Regions from separate parts of the Mus musculus genome. Here regions 2 and 3 are each linked to region 1. The links are chromatin contacts, called in public HiCAR-type and promoter capture Hi-C maps. All regions are on one chromosome and are shown on one strand. Each heading gives the region's core, a stretch centred on a gene start, on an enhancer-like site or on the middle of the called end of the contact. The rest is flanking DNA. Distances are from core to core; before and after follow the strand shown. Region 1 holds the start of Pus7 (pseudouridylate synthase 7). Region 2 holds the start of A630072M18Rik (RIKEN cDNA A630072M18 gene). Region 3 holds the start of Fgl2 (fibrinogen-like protein 2).

Region 1 (4,367 bases), core at 1,353-3,852:
TAAGGTTAAAGAAAAACCAGGAACAGCCATATTAGGTAATAAAATTAAAGCAAATTCTAAGACTTGGCAGATCTTACTCCACAGCAGACACATGACCACCTGAGCAACCACCAAGTAGGGGTAATTACAGTACCGGGCTCCAAATAATCAGCAACCAGGAGAGCCTGATACCTGTCCAGAGGCCACAACTCTCAGCACACAGGCAAGCACAGCCAGCAAAAGCCATGCATGCAGCCTGCCTCAGGGACTTTACAGTCAGACCACCCACCTCGCTCCCAGATGCAAAAGGAACACCAGATCTTGGGAGTCAGATAGGGTCTCCCTACACAGCCCTGGCTGTCCAATTGCCTCTGCTTCCTAAGAGCTGGAATTTAAGATGTGTGCCACCACACCACGTCCCTAAGACACTTCTTACTCAGCTTTTGATTCTTGATATCATAACCACGGTTTGCTCTTTTAGAAGTTTGTTTTTTGAGACAGGGTCTCATGAAGTGCTGGGCATGATAAACAAGCATGCTAACAATGAACTACACTGTCCTGTTCTCGCTTTGAGACAGGGTCTTGCTAAGATGCTTAGAAAGCCTTTGTTAATGTAACCCAGGCAGGTTTTGAACCTGTGATACTCCTGCTTAGGCCTGAAACAGCAGGCATTACTTACTTTAATGGCAAAACTCACTCCACATCCTAATCTGAAAAAATTATTACGTCTATCAGAGTCATCTACTCTAACATTTATTAAGTATGTCCTGGGTAGACACTGGAGAAAGATGGAAGACTTCTTGCAACCAAACAAGATTACAACCTACTTAAGGATATTTTTAAAAACCAAATAAATTTGTGGGGGATGTGCTCAGAAGCAGAACATTTGTCTAGCATGCCCTAAGTTCAGTCTTCGGTGCTGCAAACAAACAAACAAACAAACAAACCCAGTATTAGGACAGGCCAGCCATTTAGAAGCAGAGAATGGGGTGGCCTGAGGTAAAGCCCCCGTAAAGGTGTTTTAAAGACTTGAAAAAAGTAGACCTGAAAATTGTGTGAGCTCCATGGGGGCAGAACAGAGCCTGCAAAGATCCCAGCTAGGAAATGGGGTAACAGACATGCCGCCAAATCCCAGGCTCATCGGTGCCCTGGATCAAACCAGCCTCCTACACGAGTGCTGAACGCTGGCACTGACCCAAGCCTAGCAGCTCCAGGCCAGCCTGGTCTACATAGAGAATTCCAGGACTGACAGTCCACATAACAGAGAGACTCTGCCTCAACCCTTCCCCCAAAGAGAGAGAGAGAGAGAGAGAGAGAGAGAGAGAGAGAGAGAGAGAGAGAGAGAGAGAGAGAGAGAGAGAGAGAGATGTTCAGAGGGGAACTCAAGTGGCCGTCCCTCTCCTATAAGGGCAGCACTCAAAAGGCTGAGAAAGACTTGTGTCTCTAGTTCAAGCCAGCCTGGTCTACATAGTAAGTCCTATCTCAAGACAAAAGAGGTTTATGTATTCAAATAAACTTGTTAAGTTAACAAATTCTGACTGTTGGTTATTTGCTAATGACTGCACATAGTTTCCCCTCTTTCTCACTACAGTGAACAGTCTGATATTTGACAGCTCCTTCGTTAGTAAAACCATTGCCCTGACATTGAGGCATAGTGTTTTACGGATGGCCACAGATTTTTGTTGTTGTTTAAGAGTGGGAACAAAACAAAGTAGCACCTATATTTTAGAGATCTCTTTTTTAAAGAAATGGCCTTGAACTAAACCCTTCTTCCTTGACTGGCAGTAATTAAGAGCAATAACCATGTGCTGGCCATTTTAAAGGCCCCTCAGTGAAGGGCTTGGTGGTATGGACCACAGAATAAGTAGCCTGCACTGTCACCCAGCAGAGGTTGGAGAAAAGACCCCAGACGTCAGCCTGATCGCTTCTCCGTGGTTGAGAAGAGCAGCGGCCCTTAAGGCCTGCCCAGCAAGTAAAACATCTGCGCCCAGTACCCAGCACCAGGCCGGGACCAGTGCAGGCTGCTCGGACGATCTGGGAGCGCTGAGCAGGACCGGGGGAAGGCTGGTTTGTTTTTCTAACAGGGAATTGAGTTTGGGGAGTGCCTGAGGCACCACAAAGCAAGGAAGAAGTGGAAAAAGAAGGTTCTAGCCCACAGCGGCGCGGCCAGAGGATCGGGACGCGGCGCCGCTTAACGAACGGCGGGGATCAGGGCGAATAGCCGGGATCGGGGAGCATGGATCGGGAACTAGGGGTCCGGGATCAAGGATCCGGGTGCGTGGAGCAGAAATAAGACAAGCGGGGAAGGTGGAGCTGGCGGCGGAGAAACAGGGAGCAGCGCGAGCTGCGACCACGGCCGCCCTCCCTCCCCGGCCGCGCGCCTCTCCGGAGGCCTGGGGCCACGCCGCAAAGCAGAGCACTTACCGGGAGCCTGAGGGCGCGGGCCGAGCGGAGAAGAGGACGCTCGGCTCGGGACGCGGGAGGGCGGCGGCGGTGACTCGCAGGAGGCGGCGGCCAGCGCCGACCAGCACAGGCTGCACCGCGTGGAGACGCACAGGGACGGGTTATCCCACCAGCCGCCGGGCTCGCACACGTGCGGCGCTGCGCCGCGCCGACCACGCCCCGGGGCGGGGCCCGCTCCACCGGCCCTCCGCTCCCGAGGACGCTCCGCCCATCGGCGCCTGGGAAGTGACTTGCCTTATGCAAAGAAACCTTTAGGACTTCAAAAACAGAGACTACCTTATTAGTTGTTAATTGTGCTTAAATGGGAGCTTCTTTCACAGCTATGGTTAATAGTGCATATTAATAGAATGGGTTTCTTACCTTTGACAGCTCCCCAGGAGGACTGTCTTCAAGAAGATTCCATCATAGCTGGTTAATGCTTTGGCGTAAAGAAAAATAAAATATATTTTTCTTCTCATGCTTCAAGTAGCCAACTGACCAAATCAAAGCATTCCATAGCATTTCAGGTCTAATATTTTGCCAGATTTCAACTCAGGGTAAAATAAAATATAATAAAATAAATCAAGATTTGTGGAGAGTCAAAAGCCCATAATCCAAGCACTCAGGTGATATGGACAGAAGGATCAGAAACTTAAGGGCACTTTGGGATATGTAAGGAATCCCAGGTAAACATGGCCTAGGTAAGACCCTGTTGTTTTGGTTTTTTTTAAACAAACAAACAAAAACCTGGGCAGTAATGGTACACACCGTTAATCCCAGCACTTGGGAAGCAGAAGCAGGTAGATTTCTGAGTTCGAGGCCAGCCTGGTCTACAGAGTGAGTTTCAGGACAGCCAGGGCTATACAGAGAAACCCTGTCTTGAAAAAACAAAATAGAAAAAAAAAAAAAGAAAAAGAAAACCAAACCAAAACAAACAAAATCCTGTTATTTCAGATCTTTGTATTCCTCTTAGACGTGTGTGTGTGTGTGTGTGTGTGTGTGTGTGGTGTTTGTTGTAACCATGTGTTTTACATATGTGAGGTTTGCATATGTGATGATTAGTGTTGTCAATTTGACAGAGTCTAGAATTACCTTGGAGACAAGCCCTGGTCATGCCTATGCTGGACTATCCTGACTGGGTTCATTGTAATCGTACAGGACCAGCATCGTTCCCTGACTGGAACTCTGAACGGTGTCAATCAGTAGTTCCTTAACCCCTTGGGGTTCCAGTGGCCCTTTCAAGGGGTTGCCTAAGACCATCAAAATATCAAAAACTAAGGTCCATGTACAGTTCTGAGTTTGTGGAGACCTGAGGCCCATCATGGTGCTTTCCGCTTTCACTCTCTACCTTAGTTACTTATTATTATTGTGTGTTTATGATGTGGGCATGCGTACATGTGGAGGCTGGAGCATAGTCTGCAGAAGCTGGTCCTCTCCTTCTACCTTACATGGTTTCTGGGGACGGAAGCCAAGTCGTCAGGCTTGCTTGGCAAGTGCCCTTACCTCCGATCCATCTCCATGGCCCCTTCACCCTACTTTTTGTAAATAATTTTCATTGATCCTGGAGCTCAACTGGACTGGTTAGCTGGCAAGTCGAAAGATCTTATCTCTGTCTCTCTACTGCTTGGATTACACAGATCTGCTGTGACCAGCTTTCTACATGACTAGCAGGATCTGAACACAGGTCCCCACTGTATTGACTAAACTGTCTCCTGAGTCCCACACTTGCTTTTAAAATATGGATTTAGTAGAAAGATCCAGCTAAATGAGTCACTTCTTAGTTACTGTCCTACTGCTATGATGAGACACCACCTCCAAAGGAAATTATAGAAAGAAGAGTTTATTGGGTCTTACAGTTTCAGAGGGTGTGTCCACAGTAATCCTGGCAGCTGGTAGGTAGGCAGCAGCTGGGAGCACACATCTTTGTCCACAAGTACACAGCGGAG
Region 2 (4,367 bases), core at 939-3,438, 2.8 Mb before region 1:
CTAATCACCTGGGGGCTGGAGAGATGCCTTAGAGGTTAAGAGCCCTGACTGCTCTTCCAGAGGTCCTGAGTTCAATTCCCAGCAACCACATGATGGCTCACAACCATCTGTAATGTGATCTGACGCCCTCTTCTGGTGTGTCTGAAGATAGCGACTATGTACTCAAATAAAAATAAGTAAATCTTTAAAAAAAAAAAAGAAAAACTAATCACCTGTCATCCACTCTGGAAGATCTGTATATAATGCACAGAAAATAAACACTGTCCTGTAAATCAGTATGTGTATACTTGAACTGCACCTGTAAAACAAACGCACCTAGACCCTGATACTTTGCTACCACTTTTTTGTTAAAGCAGGACCCAAATTCAGTTAAACTCAAACTCTAGAGTCCAACAAAATAATGAAAAGCTATCTTTTTAAATTTAATCTTTTCTCAATAAAATAAGTGTTTCTGTCCTTCTGTCCAAAAGAAAATAAAAGTATTTAAAGTTAGTGGTGAATATACAGCCAGGTGTGGTGGCCCATGCCTTTGCAAATCCCAGCACTCAGGAGGGCAGGCAGATCCTCTGAAGTCACCCCAGTCTACATAGTGATTCTAGGACAACCGGGGCTATACAAGAGACCCTGTCTTGAAGACAAAACATCAACATCTAATCATCCCATATAGGTCATGGGAACTCTCTTCCCCACATCTTGATGTAAAGACTATCACTGTTTAAGTCTGAGGGATTACTACATTTATTGGAAGGGCACACTAGTGTCACAGCTGACCTATGGAGATCAGAGGACAACATATGGAGAGCTGATTCTCCCCATCTTAGGGACCCTGGGAATTAAAATCAGGTGGTCAAGCTACACAGTAAGTGCCTGAACCATCTTAACGTTCCCAAACGGATTTTTTTTTTCCTTTCAGTTCTGCATCTTGTCTTTATTCTGCCTCACGAACATGGTCAATTAGCTTTACAGACTTTCTAAGTCATGGGGAAATAACCTTGGATTTGGGCAAAACAAAATTGATCTTTCCATTTTAACCTTCCCAAATAGATTTTAAATGTTAGTTAAGACTGTAAAAAATCACCATTAACAGACATCTCACTAAGTCATATAGATATATCGATATATCTCACATTTTAGGCCGGTACTATCACCACTCAAAAACTCCAACAATGTAATACCTACACTCACTTCTGCAGAGAACTCAGGAAAAGCAAAAGCGCAGCTTACCCAAGGAAGAATGATACCAAACTGCACATGGACAGACTCTGCAGCATTTTATAACTTAAATCTTATATTTAACCACTGCAACATAGAGATTTAAAATACTAACCATCTAGAACTCCTAAGCAGAAGGAAACTAAATTTCATCCTCAAAGCATTCCTAAGGCAATGCTCCAACTCCCTAGGAGAGCGTTACACTGGGAACAAGGGTACACCGAACCATTAGCTTGGCTTAGATGTTAGCATTCTTTTACATTGTGAATGATGAACTTTTCTATTCAGATAATTTTTCAAGATCTAAGGTACCATTAGATCAGCAAGGTTACTGGCATTTCACCAGCATTCCAAAACAGAACGGAATACTTCACAACAATGTGTGACAATGACAACGTATATTTATATAACCTCGTGATCACCTAAAGATCTACTTTCCAACCCATATCCACTTTGTATTAGTCAGATCTCTACATATCCACAGATGACTAGAATGACCCCTCATTTTAAAGAAAATACGGAAAACTCTGCTAGCTTACATTACAAAAGAAAACTGAAAAACAGTTGGGAATTCCCCCCCCCCACCCCACCCCACCCCCGGCAGAAACACTCTGAAGCCACTTGATCTGGCCAAAAGACGTCAAAACATCCGATTTTATCATTTGCTGAACGAGAAAGAAAGAAGAAAAAAAAAAAAAAAGAATATGGCTGAAAGCTTCTGAAGGGTAGTATTTAAAACAGGACCACGCAAAACACTTTAACAATATGGAATGTGGGCACCTCAGAAACCGCACACTTGGTGCCCTGCGCACGACCTCATCTCCCTAGTAGGGATGAAACATCCTGGTCCCCGTGGTCCCTGGGAGCTTCCAGCTTCCGCCAATACACCCGACCACCCACTTTTTTTTTTTTTTTTTTTTGGACAGGATATTCTGGCGTTGGAAGCTGCGTCGCAAACATGAATTTCCTGCGATCCAGTCCGATCCCTTTCGTAATCTTTAAAAGACCTGTTCTCTTCTGCCTCCCCAGCCAAAAACACACCGGGGAGCGGGGTCCTCTAGACCCACTCCTTCACGCGCGTCCTGCTGCGCGTTAACTGGAAGGCGAAACCGACACCGAAAACCAGGAGTTTCAGCCATCCCCCCGGTCGGCGACCGAAACTCCAGGCTCCATTTACTTCTGGCCCCGCGGAAGGCTGCAGCCCCGCCGGCCGCCGGCGCTCCCCTCCCCCGCGCGGCACCCACCTCGCGGCAGCGGCTTCGCCTCGCCGTTCTCATCCCGGGCGGCGGCGCCGAGGCCGTGCTGCCTCCGCTTCTCCTTCTCGCGCTTCTCCTTGGGTCTGCGCGGCTTGGCGGCGGCCGGCGGAGCGACGGGCGGGAGCAGGACGCGGTGAGGCTGAGCGTGCAGCAGCGAGGGAGTGACCAGCAGTTTGCGCGGCAGCGGCTGAGACGAGGAAGCGGAGGCTGAGGAGACGCTCGGGCTGGCGGAGAAAGAGTAACAGCTCCGAGAGGTGGACGAGGAGGAGGCGGCGGGCCGAGCCGCGAAGCTCCACGCCGCCGGGCTGCCGAAGCTCTGGGGCTGCAGCTGCCCGCCGTTCCCGCCGCTGCCCCCCTCCCCGTTCACTCTCCGCGGCGCCTTCTTCTCCTCGGTGCGAACCTTCTTGGCAGACATAGAGCCCGGCGGCTCCCGCGAGGAAGGCTGTACTTTGCCAGATGCTTCCTTCTCAGAGAGGAGAGCCACGGCGCCGCGAGCTGGGTTCGGCGGTTCCGCCATTTTGCGCTCCTGTTGTATTTACTCTCCGCCGCTCCCCGGAGCGGGGGCGCGGGGCGGGGTGCCTAGGTCCAGGCCGAGCTCCCATTGGGCGCGCTAAACTGAGAGATCCCGGAACAAACCAATCAAAGACGCGGACAGAAGCCGTCGGGGTGGGGTCACCGAGCGGACCTTCATTTGGAGGTCAGAGGTCTTTTCGGCGCGGCTGATGGAGAGCTCGCTGAGAAGGGAGGATCTCCCGACCGTCGCTCGGGAGCCCCGAATCTGCCCGGACCGAGGTAGCGCTGCCGTTCGCTCAAAGACTTTGCCTTGTTTGTACCGCTCTCTCTTTTTACCTTGAGGTGGCTTGGGTCCCTTCTGCAGGTTCTGAAAAACGAGTTCTGGGTTGCTCGTCTCGGAGAAAATTTGTCGAGAGTCCGATCAGCAAAGGCAGAAATGGTGAAAAGTTGCCTTATTTTAACTAAGGTCGTAAAAGTTCGTACTTTAAAAGAGAGTTTTCTGCAGAGCTGGAACTTGGATCACTTCCGATCGTGAAGATAAAAATCACCCACCGTTTGGAGGCTTTAAATTGAGCTTGAGTGCTAAAGGTTTTCACTTTAATTATTCTTTAAACGACACCAGGAAAAAGCCACTAGCGGTGTTTGTAAATGTTTGAAAATGCAGTTAGAGTTCTGTATTTCAGAGTCAGCGCTATGAAACTTCGCCAAGCATGTACCTTGATTTTTATCTCAAAAGATAAGGAATTTGGGGGAATGGGTTACAACACAGTTCAAGCTTTAGACAAGAGCATGCCTTAAAGTCTTAGATCTTTTGTGAGATTAGAATGTAAAGATAACACATGATCATATTAGCTCAGCAAGAAAAAGGAGTTTTCTGATCCCCTAAGAGGGACATTAGCAGTTACTTTCCGCAGCTAACAGTTGCCTTTCAGGAAACTGCAATGGTCTGTTGTTACTCCTCTTTTACTCCAAACCCACTTCTTTAGGACTCGGTGAGGGGAACACATCAAAATCTAACGCTGTTTGTAAATACATTTTTCTTTTTTTGGTTGGTTGGTTGGTTCGTTTGTTTTTTGAGTCATAGTCTTCCAATATTGTCCTGGCTGTCCTGTAAACCAGCCTGGCCTCGAACTCAAATCTTCCTGCATTTGCCCAACTCCCTTTCCCCCAGTGCTGGAATTAAAGAAAGGTGTGTACCACTGCATCTGTCCTCATTGTTTTTAGTTTTTAGAAGTAAATTGTTAATATATAGAGTATTCCCTGAAGCTAGACCCAGAGAGACAAATTTTGCATATTTTCTCTAATGTGTGTAATCTAGTTTTAAAAACACACACACAACATAAAAATAGAAGGGAAATGGGAAAAAGAAAGGTGATGAGCATAAGA
Region 3 (4,367 bases), core at 1,288-3,787, 2.4 Mb before region 1:
TATCTACTTCATGGCTGGGAGTGAAAGGAGAAATAAGAGCTTGGGGGTCCTGTGATGCCCTATAGCAGCAAACTTCCAACCACTCAAAGACAGACCTTTCTTTGCCCAGGACTACCTCAGAGATTACAGGGCATCCCAGTAGTGCCACCCTGATGATCAAGCAGGTGGCACATGAGCATTTCAGACCCACACCATAAGAACTCTGAGATCTGCGGGACCATTTAGGGGCATACTCAGAGTACAGTTTTTGAGTCATCCAACACAATAGTCCTAGCTTGACTCGTAGGGTGTGTCTACCACAACTACAGGAAATGAAGATAGTTGGCCATGCTATGCTCCATCAGTGAAGGAACAGAAGCGCCAAAGGACAAATTGATTATCTCAGTGATGATCTGTTGTATTTTGAGACAGAATCTTGCTGTGTATGTAGCTCAGGCTGTCCTTGAAACTTTGATCTTTCTGCCTCAGCCTCCTAAGAGAGGAGATTACAGTGGATGTCACCACACCAGCAGGGGACAATGATTTTTTTTTAAGTTGAAAATCCTGAAGATCATATGACAGTGCCAAGGAAATGGATAAACAAAGTGGCTTTTCACTTTCACTCTGAGAATTAGGTGGTGTACTGCAAACTCAAGAGTCAACCACAAACCCCAAGAGCCAATCTCCCATTCAAAGAGATGAACAATGAGCCCATGTCAGGAGTCAGAAAGCTGTGCTTCTGTCCTGTTTACAACGGGTTTAGGATTTCGTTGGAAAGTCCTAAGTACAGGCTGGGAGATGTCATGAAGAAAACAGGAGACCTTCAGTATCTAAAACAGCAAAGGCATTTGTTGTTGGTGGTGGTGGTGTTGGTGTTGGTGGTGCTGTTGTTGGTGGAGGTTTACTAATGTGGCCCACGTCCTCGGGAGAATGCTGTGTATTCATATAGAATACACGGTCACTAGAATATGATGAGTCCATGGATGGATGAGCAAGGTGTTGGCGAGCATGTTGTAGATATGTGGCAGCATGGTGGTGACGATACAGTAAGTGGAATAAGTTCTTGACTGGTAAACAGAGATTAGCACCCGAGCTTGCTAACAAGGTGCCAGAATCTAATCCTATACAGGTCCACTTTTCGAGACAACTTAAATCTGTCATTCTTCCTCTCTTTGAAATTACCCATCTATTCACTTCTCCCTTACATCAAGGCAGTGCCTTGGCCTGAGAGAGGATAAGGAGGGCAGGGTGAAATGGGGTCTAACATCGGTTTGGATATCATGGGATGGAATGAGAAGGGAAAGTAGGAGCCCGAGAGTGCGGTAAGACAAGGCATAAGGCGTGTCTGACAAATTCTTCATACACACATTTCCCCTTTGCACATTCAGTCTGTATAGGTTATTTCTATAGGAGAAAAAAAATATTCAAATTCCTTGTGCACTGGTAACAGGCATGAAGGCTCAGCAAAGCCAATACGTGTTATGTCCAGTTGGAGACAGTGCCAGGGCCAACATTCCAGACTTCTCAGATAGAAAGTGCGCCTGCCTGCCCTGCTCTGAGAATTTGAAGAGAGTAGTTCAGTTAGAATTAAGAGGCAGTAGAGAAAAGTCTTGGGAAATCTGGTTAGAGATATAAATATGAGAACTGGACATGGTGGTACACACCTGTGATCTCTGTGTTTAGGAGGGAGAGGCAGAGAGATCAGGAGTTCAAGGCCAGCCTGAGCTACTTGAGACCCAGTCTAAATAAATAAGAGATAGATTACAGAGTGCCTTTAACTAGTACAGAGAAAGAATTTGGGTTTATCTGTGTCAGTTACGCTGAAATAATTTTTAAGTAATAAAATCCCTTTTAATAAGAAACCTTATGAGGTCAGTATGCACAATGAACTTAAGAGAGACCCCCAGCTCCTGAGCTGAGTGATGGGGAAGGACAGCCACTGCCTGTGATGTGTGAGTGACGTGCTTCCAAGTGTTTTAACCACTGACGATTACATAGCCTGCACAGTCAGGAGAAAACAGCCGTATTCTCTGCCAGTTCTCTTCCCTTTTACAAACAGATGAGAGACACACACAGAGAATCCATTTAAAGAGCGGACCTTTGTTCTGATTAGGGGCAATTTTAAGTACTTAAGAGTTCACACAAAGTCTAGCCTTCAAAAAGAAAACAGGTTCCCAAACTAGGGAGGAAACAGAATCATTTCCATTTTGGTGACATTTAGTGGGAAGAAGCTCACAGACATTTAGACGTTCCAACTCTTTCCCCACTAGTGGACCAAGTATATAATATGGTATCTTTTGGGCACTGGTATTACAACTGTTTTTTAAACAAAAGACTTTCCTTGTGCTTTACTAAAAACCCAGACGGTGAATCTTGAATACAATGCGTGGCACCCACGGCAGGCATTCTATTGTGCATAGTTTTGACTGACAGGAGATGACAGCATTTGGCTGGCTGCGCTTGCTGAGGACCCTCTCCTCCTGTGTGGCGTCTGAGACTGTGATGCAAATGCGCCCGCCCTTTTCTGGGAACTCAGAACGCCTGAGTCAGGCGGCGGTGGCTATTAAAGCGCCTGGTCAGGCTGGGCTGCCGCACTGCAAGGATGAGGCTTCCTGGTTGGTTGTGGCTGAGTTCTGCCGTCCTCGCTGCCTGCCGAGCGGTGGAGGAGCACAACCTGACTGAGGGGCTGGAGGATGCCAGCGCCCAGGCTGCCTGCCCCGCGAGGCTGGAGGGCAGCGGGAGGTGCGAGGGGAGCCAGTGCCCCTTCCAGCTCACCCTGCCCACGCTGACCATCCAGCTCCCGCGGCAGCTTGGCAGCATGGAGGAGGTGCTCAAAGAAGTGCGGACCCTCAAGGAAGCAGTGGACAGTCTGAAGAAATCCTGCCAGGACTGTAAGTTGCAGGCTGACGACCATCGAGATCCCGGCGGGAATGGAGGGAATGGAGCAGAGACAGCCGAGGACAGTAGAGTCCAGGAACTGGAGAGTCAGGTGAACAAGCTGTCCTCAGAGCTGAAGAATGCAAAGGACCAGATCCAGGGGCTGCAGGGGCGCCTGGAGACGCTCCATCTGGTAAATATGAACAACATTGAGAACTACGTGGACAACAAAGTGGCAAATCTAACCGTTGTGGTCAACAGTTTGGATGGCAAGTGTTCCAAGTGTCCCAGCCAAGAACACATGCAGTCACAGCCGGGTAGGTGTAATGAGGGTCATACAGTTTGTTCATGAAAGCTGTATAGCCAGATAGTGGCCATAAACATTAACCCGAGGGAGCATAAGTTAGTCAGACTTTCACCTGTTAAGTTATGGCAGGAGAAACAAGTGTTTTCTCAAATGAGACAACAGAAATGGTAAATGATCCACGTACAAAAATCCTATTAGTTGTACTCGTTAGAGACCGTCACTTGCAAGTCTCTAGACCTTCCCTGCTAGGTCGACCAACAGACGAGCAGAAACAGATTCCTCCCGGAATCTGAACACATATTTGAACACAGGACAGGTATGGCAAGGTTCCTGGCTCTGCTTGCTTAGGTCCCTGGGAATCAGATCTTGGGTGGCTGATGGGCTTTATAAGGCTTTCACAAACAATCTGCTGTGCTAGGTTCTCAAATATCTAGTGAGAATGGGAGATTTTTATACATGGAAGCATCTCTCCTCTCTCTCTCCTCTCTCCTCTCTCTTCTCTCTCTCTCTCTCTCTCTCTCTCTCTCTCTCTCTCTCTCTCTCTCTCTCTCCTCCCTCCCTCCCTCTCTCTCTCTTTGTGTGTGTGTGTGGTGGGGATGAGGACACGTGTAGAACTTCGGGGGTTGAGACTTAGTGCATATGCATCCTCACCATTCCAGTTAGTGAATGTTAACACTATTTAAGGTCACAGACCTAACAGCCTTCTGTGTCCGGATTCCTGGATTCCTAGGACCTTTGTGGATGGGTTGCCACACCCTCTGTGTTCATCCTGACTGTGAGGTCGATGGGACATAGTAGGGATAACTTTCATTTGGAATCTCTAGAGATGGTAGGTCATCATGTCATAGAATGTTATCACTAATGACCAAGATAGACACTCATGTTTAAGAGACATCACAAGGTGTATATTAAATATGACATGGCATATAACTTGTAATGACACAAAAATATTCTGTTACCTACTTTTCTCCTAAAAGCTTGGGACTCTCCAGAGTTCTAAATACATGCAAACAGATTATTGTGTTTTACAGGAATCTTATATTGAACTTTCTTTACCTGACTCAAATTTTATTAAAATTAACTGGGAACAAATAGTTGGTCTCTAATCTCTACAAAAACCACCAAATGATTACACTGAGCATAATTATAATCACCCTGCTGCTACGTCTAGAAACCAAACTGTGAAATATTGGCTGACTGTATA

The links. Promoter capture Hi-C pulls out the DNA fragments that hold promoters and counts their contacts. HiCAR-type assays count read pairs that join an accessible place to other places.
Region 2: a contact with region 1 is called in a promoter capture Hi-C map of liver, with 4 times the contacts expected there. The contact joins the promoter of A630072M18Rik here to the promoter of Pus7 in region 1. A contact is called at or near these places in 2 of 39 promoter capture datasets (liver and pre-B cells), 1 of 484 Hi-C or Micro-C datasets (B cells) and 1 of 115 datasets of contacts at active chromatin or transcription factors (large pre-B cells).
Region 3: a contact with region 1 is called in a HiCAR-type map of astrocytes, with 8 times the contacts expected there. The contact joins the promoter of Fgl2 here to the promoter of Pus7 in region 1. A contact is called at or near these places in 1 of 39 promoter capture datasets (cranial neural crest) and 1 of 115 datasets of contacts at active chromatin or transcription factors (astrocytes).

What each region holds. Positions count from the first base shown.
Region 1 is chr5:23,781,109-23,785,475 of GRCm38.p6, forward strand. Pus7 (pseudouridylate synthase 7) reads right to left here and starts at 2,603. Exons shown (of 16, transcript NM_178403.5): 1 at 2,404-2,603.
Region 2 is chr5:20,948,801-20,953,167 of GRCm38.p6, forward strand. It overlaps A630072M18Rik (RIKEN cDNA A630072M18 gene), which reads left to right and starts at 2,189. Exons shown (of 1, transcript NR_030699.1): 1 at 2,189-4,367. It overlaps Rsbn1l (round spermatid basic protein 1-like), which reads right to left and starts at 3,022. Exons shown (of 8, transcript NM_001080977.1): 1 at 2,457-3,022. The coding sequence starts at 2,985.
Region 3 is chr5:21,370,136-21,374,502 of GRCm38.p6, forward strand. Fgl2 (fibrinogen-like protein 2) reads left to right here and starts at 2,538. Exons shown (of 2, transcript NM_008013.4): 1 at 2,538-3,173. The coding sequence starts at 2,582. All of the region lies in intron 2 of Ccdc146 (coiled-coil domain containing 146), which reads right to left.